Linked DNA regions of Hordeum vulgare: region 1 is linked to region 2. The links are chromatin contacts, called in public Hi-C maps. All regions are on one chromosome and are shown on one strand. The core of a region is the stretch at or near the end of the contact, and the rest is flanking DNA. Distances in the headings are between cores, read along the strand shown.

Evidence for each region. A called contact is a pair of places that touch in the nucleus more often than the background predicts.
Region 1: a Hi-C map of leaf shows a contact between it and region 2, with 2.7 times the contacts expected there. The contact joins two enhancer-like sites. A contact is called at or near these places in 3 of 6 Hi-C or Micro-C datasets (leaf and seedling).

The regions. Positions count from the first base shown.
Region 1 is chr4H:544,342,473-544,346,872 of MorexV3_pseudomolecules_assembly, reverse strand. It overlaps LOC123449396, which reads left to right. Exons shown (of 10, transcript XM_045126607.1): 9 at 8-99; 10 at 197-674. The coding sequence ends at 273. Among protein-coding and RNA genes, the nearest start is that of LOC123449396, 19 kb to the left of the region's middle. Within about 2 kb of position 2,467, at least 3 of the 3 cell types and tissues checked have open chromatin away from gene starts, as enhancers often do. A contact at or near this core is called in leaf, where this site is marked.
Region 2 is chr4H:544,178,511-544,182,941 of MorexV3_pseudomolecules_assembly, reverse strand. No RefSeq gene overlaps it. Among protein-coding and RNA genes, the nearest start is that of LOC123449396, 180 kb to the left of the region's middle. Within about 2 kb of position 3,086, at least 1 of the 3 cell types and tissues checked has open chromatin away from gene starts, as enhancers often do. A contact at or near this core is called in leaf, where this site is marked.

The DNA.
Region 1 (4,400 bases), core at 1,218-3,717, 160 kb before region 2:
ATGGTAGGGAAATTGACGAGGCCTTGCGACCTGGGGTGTATTCCCTAATTGATATCTGCCAGGAAAGCGATTTTCAACAGCTTCACACATACCTGGGTGGTCTGTAAATTCTGCCTGTTCTATTTATGAATAACCGTTACTGCTATAAATACTAATCCGACACCCAAGATAATCCTTTCCTTGTTTGGCTTTGCAGAGGGCCCATGCCGAACCACTCTTGCTAACCTAGTGCATGACTATAAATTGCACTTCCAGTATCAGGGCAAAATCTAGTCCCAAGTTGCTAAAGTTTTTTGGAATACTTGGTTATTCGTCCTGCTTAGGCTGGATATGAAATCTACAGTGTCACCTTTTGCATGATGTTGGGTTCATGGCGTTGAATGGATATGCATCAAACTTTGGAGGAACCAATGGAGCTATGGTTAGTGGTATTAAACCAGCCTGCTGGTATGTGTGGCAGATGAAGAGAAACCGAATCATTTGCTGTAAATCCCAGTAACCAAACTCGGCAATCTCAAGCAAATGTTGGCGTCCATATTTTGGGGTTAATACACAGCACGCTCAGTCTAGACTAAAACTAGGAGTATGTTATCCAACACCATGATCCATTGTTCTTCTTAACTAACGTTGCTAAAAGTGTAAAAAAGGGTTGCAGGGGCACCTGATTAGTCTGCTGTTGAAAATTCTGAAAATAAAAAAATATACTCCCTCCGTCCCATTATATAATTGCGTTTTTGACGCTAGTGCAGTGTCAAAAATGCTCTTATATTATGAAACGGAGGGAGTATATCTCAGATGCACACGTGTGCAGAACTTGTTATTTGACTGGCTTGAGCCAACCTGCAATGCAGCATGAGGTTTTCCATTGGAAAATGATTTAGCCGCCTCAATGTCAGGATTGTAACTGGCCTTCTGTTTCACCTTTTCTTCTCTACATTTAGCATCTCTAAACCACCAACAACTGTGCTGTCAAAAAAAAAAAAAAAAAAACTGCGCCGCCTTTTGTTTCTTGGCAAACCATTTGTGTTGCCGTGGCCATTGTCGGTGGCAACCGAGGATAAAATGAAATGGATTTCAGTAAAATTAGTTTCACAATTCCAGCCATGCCTCCTTAGAGATTAGGATGTCACCATATGTGTGTGAGGGCTAGGTGGGTGCAAGTGTGTGATGCCGTTGGCAAGGATCAGTGTGGGGATTACCAAGGACGTAGCTGAATCCCAGACCACTCGAGGAAGGTGGCACATAGTTGACTTGCACGAGCTACGTCTGTACATTTCGTCGTGGTCTGTTTAGTGTTCTGAGAGGGGCTTTGCATAACCAAGCAAAGCCATCGCGGTCGCCGTCAGTCGAGGTGCACGAGCGAGAGAGAATATGTGAGGTGATAGATAGGAGGGAGGGAGGGAGGGATGGGGGGATAAGGGGAGCCATGGAAGGTGTGCTGCGGTTGTAGTAGTAGTACAAGATCAACATGGTGGGGCACGCCACGGAATGGAATTAGGTGGATGCGGCAACAAGATCGCCGATCGGGGGTGAGAGGGACCAAAAGCTACCCGCCCGCACGCACGCACACCGCGGTGGCCACTATCATATGATTGGATAAAAAGTCCTCGCCCTAGGCCACAGGGCTGAATCAGATTCCCACGATCGCCTGTTATCCATCCGTCACCTCACCTCACCTCACATCTCCTCTCCCGCCCCCGTGACCCGACGCTTCCAACCTCATCCACATCTCGTCTCTCGTTGCAGCGTGCAGTGCACCACGCCGTGCCTCCCCGACCCGACCCCGTTCCGGCTCAAGGTTCGTCTCATGGTAATAATGCCCTCTTATCTTTTGCGGTTCTGTTTATGATGTAAACGCATGCTTTGCGCCACTTGTTAATGGGGACGTGAGGGGTTGTATTCTGCATTAGCATGGTAAGTAGTATTAGCTAACTTCTCATGATTGATTGATTGATTGATTGATTGATTTACGATCGCTGCACGCATGAACCTGATCATCCATTTTTCATTCAGTGAACACTATAGGCCAACATATTGCAGGGAAAGAGAATGAACCTGGGGAAATGAAAGTGCATGGTTTCCCACTAAATACAGAGAGCAGATTTACTAGTCAACCCCGAACCACCAAGTTGACTCAAATATTTCCATGCTCCCCCCATCCCCATCAAGCCGATTTTTTGCTTTTCTCCATCAAGATATGGTGTTTGATTTGTCGTGAGTTCGAGGTTTGTCTTCCAGCCATCATGAGGTTTAGCTCCAATCACCATCCTTTGATAGTATACTACTACATGGGATGGGACTGGGATGCAGTGCAAAAAAAGAGGTCCTAGCTAGGGCCTCTCCCTTGGCTTATCTCTCCTTTCGCTGCCTTGCTGCTGACTTTTTTTGGCAGCCAGCACTACGCGACCGAGTTGCAATTGCAAAGCAGCGGCGTGCCTCCAGTTGGGATTGGGCCACGTGTGCCCAGGCATTGTCACCCTGACTCGGCATCATATCTTTCCCTTCTTCCACCCACCCACCAACCACAGAGGCCCAGCTAGCGCGAGAAAGATAATACAAGTTGCCGCCCGGCCGCATAGCGCGTTGCATGCACGATCCGTTCCGTCGTCCAGTGCGTCCGGATTACGATCATGATTGCATGGCATTGCTGGGATTATGTCAGCCGTTACGTGCAGGAGAGACTTGGGATCAATCGTATTGACGTCATCGTTTTGCCTTGGATTTTTTCGTCATCCAACACCTCAACTACACTTCGGTTTTACACACAGGCGATGTAAACTGGTTTGGGATTTTCTTTCATCCTTGTATCAGGAGGAAACCCTACATATCGGAACGCCAGTGTACCACCATCGAAAGGTGAGGGAGGAAACGTGTGGTACAGCGCTAGTCGCACAAATGGCAACGTGCTACCAGTCTCCACTAGCCATAGCCAGCCTATCTGTGCATCTCCCAGTCCACTTATAATTGCGTGCTGTGGCCATCCCTATCCCGTCAATTCTCCTTGTCTGACTGCAGAAGATGGCGCGCACCGACGGCGCACGTAGCTAGTACGATCGAGGTCCCCCAGCCCTCTCTATTGCCTTGCCTTGGCACTTGGCAGCACGGGCACGGTGGAGGACATGGTATCGACATGGAACGATGCTAGTATTGCATATTGCTACTGGGTCCGAGCGATATAATTTGTTGGGTAACTGTAAGAGCAACTCTAATTAGGCGACCCATTTCGTATGTCGTCGTCCGTTTGGGTAGGTGCGGATAAAAATGATATTCCAACGCGTCGATCTATTGCCAAAATGTGTTCGCCCGACCCATTTCTAACCTAAATTTGGGACTGAAAAGCGTTGACGCGGACACGCGTGCCCTCTCGGTGTCCGTCCCAACCACCGCGATCAATATTATTTACGACGGTCGCCATCCTCGGACCCACGCGTAAGCGATCGCGATCGGTCTTTTTTAATCAAAGCGTGCGGTAGGTTCCGCCATCTGCTTCCAGAACCCCGTCCGTCCACATCCAGCCACCTCCTCGGCGACCAAAACCCTAGCACCATGGCCGGCGGCTTCCCAAACAAGGGCAAGGCCCCGCTCTACCCCGTGCCATCTCCCCGCCGCCGTCTTCCCACCGGCCTCGTCAGTGTGTGAGCGTCCCGGTGCACCAAGCGCGGTGGCACTGAGAGCACCGCTATGACAGTCCGAGACCGACGTTCCAGAAGATTCCCTTTCTGTTCCGTTTTCGTCATGTGATTATTTTATTTGTCGCATCATCATCGCATCACGCGCATCATCCGCATTGCATCGGCACTCCGTTGCCGTCAGTTTTCAAACTTGCATCCGTTAGTAGTTGCCGGTTCTCTCCGTTCTCGTTGTTGCCCGTTCTGAGCCCGACCACACTCGCACGCGTCGCGGCAGCGTTTAAATCTTGATTTTTAAAGCGTGTATAAAACTTTCTCGGATTGGGTTGAAACTTGACGTGCGGTCTTATTTAGATGTAGGTAGGCCGCCTGCCAAATTTCGTCGCAATCGGAGTCCGTCTGGTATCCGAACGGTCGACCGTAGCGGCACCGTATTCGGTCTACCGTTAGACGTTTTTCGGTGTTTTAAAATCGCGTTGCCGCGCCGCACCGTTTCCCTCTCTTCCCTGGCTAGCCTACTCTACACGGCCACTTAGCCGGTCCCGCGTTCGAGATCGTTCGATTCCGATCACACGTTTGGATCGGGACGAAAAACTGCTAAACCTAGCCCCCTTCCCTATTTAAACAACCCCACCTACCTAATCTAGCCCCTCACCCTCTTTCTTCCTCGAAATCCGCGCCCCTGCCTCGTTTTCTGCGCCACCCCACCAAACCCTAGCTTCTCTCTCTCCTCCCTCCCTCCTATGCGCCGCCGCGTGGGCCCGCGCCAGC
Region 2 (4,431 bases), core at 1,837-4,336:
TACCTAGATGGCAATCTCTTTCTCTCTCTCTTGAAATCCAATACAATGATCATCACATCTTCGCTTTGATCCACATGATGTAATTCCTTTTGTGCGGCGCATTTGTTGGGATCCGATGAATTGTGGGTTCATGTTCAGATTATTCATGATAATATTTGAGTCTTCTGTGAATACTAATATGATTCTTATGTGCATGATTATGATAGCTTCGTAACTCTCTCCGATCTATTGAAATAGTTCGGCCAACTAGATTGATATTTCTTCAGTGAGAGAGGTGCGTTGTAGTAGGTTCAACCTGGCGAATTTCTATATCCTAGTGACAGAAGGGGACAAGATGCGACTTTATGTTCCTACTACTAAGGATAAAACGATGGGGTTTATTCATCTTGCTTGAGTTTACTTTGTATACATCATGCCATTGTTCTCCATGCATTACTCTATTTGACTTAATATTCAAGATGCATGCTGGATAGCAGTCGATGAGTGGAGTAATAGTAATAGGTGCAGGCAGGAATTCGCCTATTCGGTCGATGAGTGGAGTAATAGTAATAGGTGCAGGCAAGAATCGACCTATTTGTTTATCGACATTATGCCTATATACACATGATCATTGCCATGAATATTGCATAACTATCTGCTTTTCAATCAATTCCAGACAGTAATTTGTTTACCCATCGTATGCTATTTTTCATGAGAGATGCCATTAGGAAAAACTATGGCCCCACGGTCTATTCACAACATATTTGCAAAACCATAATACCTTGCTCATATTTGCTTGCTTTTATTTTATTTTGTAATTTACAATTATCTATAATTATCTACACACCTCACTCGCTTGCAAATAACAAGTTCAAGGGGATTCAGAACCCTCTTGCTCTCATTGGGTGCAAGTTGTTTGTTCTTTTGTGTGCAGCCGTTGAAGAGGGTTGTGGTTGATATTCCTATTGGTTCGACAAACCTTGGTTTCGTAACTGAGGGAAATACTTATCCACATTGTGCTGCGATAATCCGTTCCTCAAGGAAAACCCAATGCATATCACAAGGATCAAGTACCTCAATATTTCTATCGGAGAAAGTTTCTCAAGAATGTGTATCAACTCGTATACATAGACCCAATGTCACCTCGGGAATCCGCAAGTTGCATACCAAAACATATATCAAGTAAATTAATAGAACACCCCATTGTCACCACAACTATCCACATGCAATACCTACATCAAGTGATCTCAAATCCAAAATCCAATCCGACATAGTGTGGCCATATGCAAGCATCGGTAGTGCGACCGCGCACTTCTGGTAACCATAGAAACTAACAATTCCCATGGCATCCTTCTTCAAATGACGCAGTCATAAAGGGACTAGATTTCTTGGTCGAGACGATCGAAGACATTTTTGCGCATCTGAAAGTGTCGTCGAAAGTTGTCAACAAAGAGGACGTTGGGGAAAAAGTAGTCGTCCATTAGCATTAAATGGCCGTGCGCCCGTTTGCAGTTGAGCACACAATGAGCCTTCATCGATACCTTGAACTTGAGAACATGCTCCTCCGCATGCTCCGCGGCTGCAAGCACCACCTTCATCATCCATGTCTCATCTATGTAGTCCTCCTCGTCGGACGAACCATCGTACGACTCAACATAGTGCTCGTATATGTACTCCATATCCGAATCCATTGTTTCAAAAAATAAGGGACACAAAAATTAGCTCGGGCAGTTGTTCGAACAGCTGTCGAGCATAGTGAGCATCATAGAAGGAGATGATACATGTGCGGCGGTCGGAGAAGAGGTGTAGAACAATGGCGGAGGAGGCACAACATAGAGCCCGGGAGTACCGTTGGAGGTGACGAATTTGTTGAGTTTTGACAGGGATGTGGCGTGGTGGTCGGTGTGGTGGAGCGGCAACGAAAGCAAGAGAGAGAAATTGTAGGAGAGGAAATGAGAGGATGAAGGCACGGTGCCGGAAGGGGTTTTCGGTGGGCCGCGGATGTTGGAGTCCTATGTGGCCGTTGTCCAGACACCCATATAGCCCCGCTCCCCCCACCCCGTCCAGTTTATCTCGCATTGGCCGAAAAAATTACGTCTGGAACGCTCAATGGACCGATACATGTCCGTTTTGGATGACACAACACGTCCGGACCGTGCAGTCTGGATGGTTTGAGGTTCCGCTTTGAAGATGCCTTTAGTTATGCATATGTCCTCATGCATATATGCATTGTTATCGGCTTATTTGTTTTTTAAATTCATCTTTTCTGTTTCCTCCTTTCTTCGGAAAATGATATATTTCATCCACTTGCAATATTCCCAAGGGATCAATCTATGTGTAGCTTTCAGTAGAAATGTAGATAAAAAGATTGTGGGCCCTTGAGTATATGGTGTATGTGGAGCAGCGAACATGCATTGCGCATGTTGGCGCCGGGAGGGATCTCTATATCTCCATGGGATCTTTCTTTTCTTTCTTTCGCGTCGACTTATTCGGTTGGCACGCCGTGTGGTTGGAGGTGTGTAAATCCTCCAAAAGCTTGCAGGTGTATATGTTCTCCGTCCAATCGCCCGTAACGAGTAAGATCCTGATTGGTCGTGAGAATGACGGGTGCATTTGTATTCTTCCAAGTTATGTGTACGTGTTGATTCGCCGATGTATTTGGGTTTTGATTTATTTATTTGTTAGTACAAGAGTCTCAGAAATTGAAATTCACTTACTCATCCTGAAGCTTCAGAACAAACAAAACTTGTGATAACAGAAAGAAGACATGAATATTTCATCCAAAAAAAATGTGCATTGTTTTCTTTTCTGCGATGGAAAGAGGATGCAGAATTTGTAGAATTTTATTGATTTCCTTTTCACTGGTACGCAATCCGGCCAATATCTGCACTATGCATTTTATTTTGGTAGGCTCTGTTGGTGCTGTTGTGTGGAAGGGAGCGTCTTCTCGTTGGGGTTTTGGAACGTAGCTCAGCTCGGAAAGGGAGCGTCAGCGAGACAGCAAGCCGTAGCCGGCCACATCGTCATCGACGTGCCACGGCCGGCGGTCGAGAGAGATCACAACCTGCTGGAGCGGAGCTTGCTAGCGACTACCACCTCGATTTCTAGCGACAAGCTCCGGTTGATCGACGGCGACGCGCCCCCTGGGTTTCACGTGGGCTCCGACCGGGACACATCATCCAGAAGAAGCTCCTGTCATCTGTTAGCGTCGAACGTTCAGTGCGGCGATTGCTTTTGGCAGCGTACACTGGATCATGCGCTACATGTTGGAAGTTGGAGACGCGCTTGATAGCTTCGCATATATGGATTAGCACCGTTTCGATCACACGAAATATCCGTGGTTCGGTGTCCTGTAGCTCACGCTCGACCTGATTTTGACCGGGATCCGATTTGTCTCGCCGGCGCTATTGTTATTCTCAGCTCATGTTTGGAATACAAAAAAGTGAAATCATCGAGACTTCATAAATGAACAGTCTACTTAACTAACACACGACCTCTCAAGGGCTGTTTTTCTGGAAACAACACCGAAACGGTATCTTATAACTGAATATTATCTTTTTTTTAGCTGATTTGAATATTATCTAAAAATGCAGCAGACAATACAATGAAAAGGCACTCAAACACACACAAAAATAGCAAAAAAAAAGAATTACATCAAAAAAATGTTAATGTCTGTCTTGTTCCTTCAATTATACGCCGTTGGCTCAAACTTGCAAAATACACTGAACCAACACTAAGTAAAAGGGACACCGATCAACATTATCGTCATATCCGGCTTAATAGCTACTCGACCCTAGGAACGAGGACTTGTAACTGATGAAAGGATATCGGTTGGGGCATCACCCACGCAACGGGGGCTTACAATCATTTACCACGAGTCGAGAGGGTTGGAGAAATCAATATATGTTCCATAATAACTCAAGGATCTAATTTCCCTTGCCCCCGCGTCGCTCCCTCATGGGCGACCTGGGTGGCGGAGCCAGATCCGCCCTCCCGCGCCCTTCCTTGTCTTCCCCCGCCGCCGCCGCCGGCCGGAGCCGCATGGGCAAAGCCCCTCGCGGTGGCTGGTGGCGGGGCGCCTTCTCCCCTCTCCCCTTGGTGGTGGTTGGCGCGGGGCAACCAGACTAGGGCACAGGCGTCAGGCGGACGCTGGGCCCGACGATGCGGCGGCGGCGGCTCCTGGCGGCGGTGTGGTGGCAGGTGTTGCGCCGTGGTGGTGGGGCGTCGGCTCGCGGCACGGCGGCTGCACGGTGGCCCGTTGTGGCGCCGAGTGGGGGCTCCCTTGCGGCGGCGTGGGCGTAGATCCGGCCCGGATCTGGCCCTGCACGCGCGGCCCCGGCCCCCCTGTGCGGCCGGCGGTGAGGCGCCGGGTGGCGGCCTGTGGGTCGTGGTGACTGCCCTTGTGGCCTCTGCTGCAGATCCGCCGGTGGCGCGACTGCGGCCATCATGGGG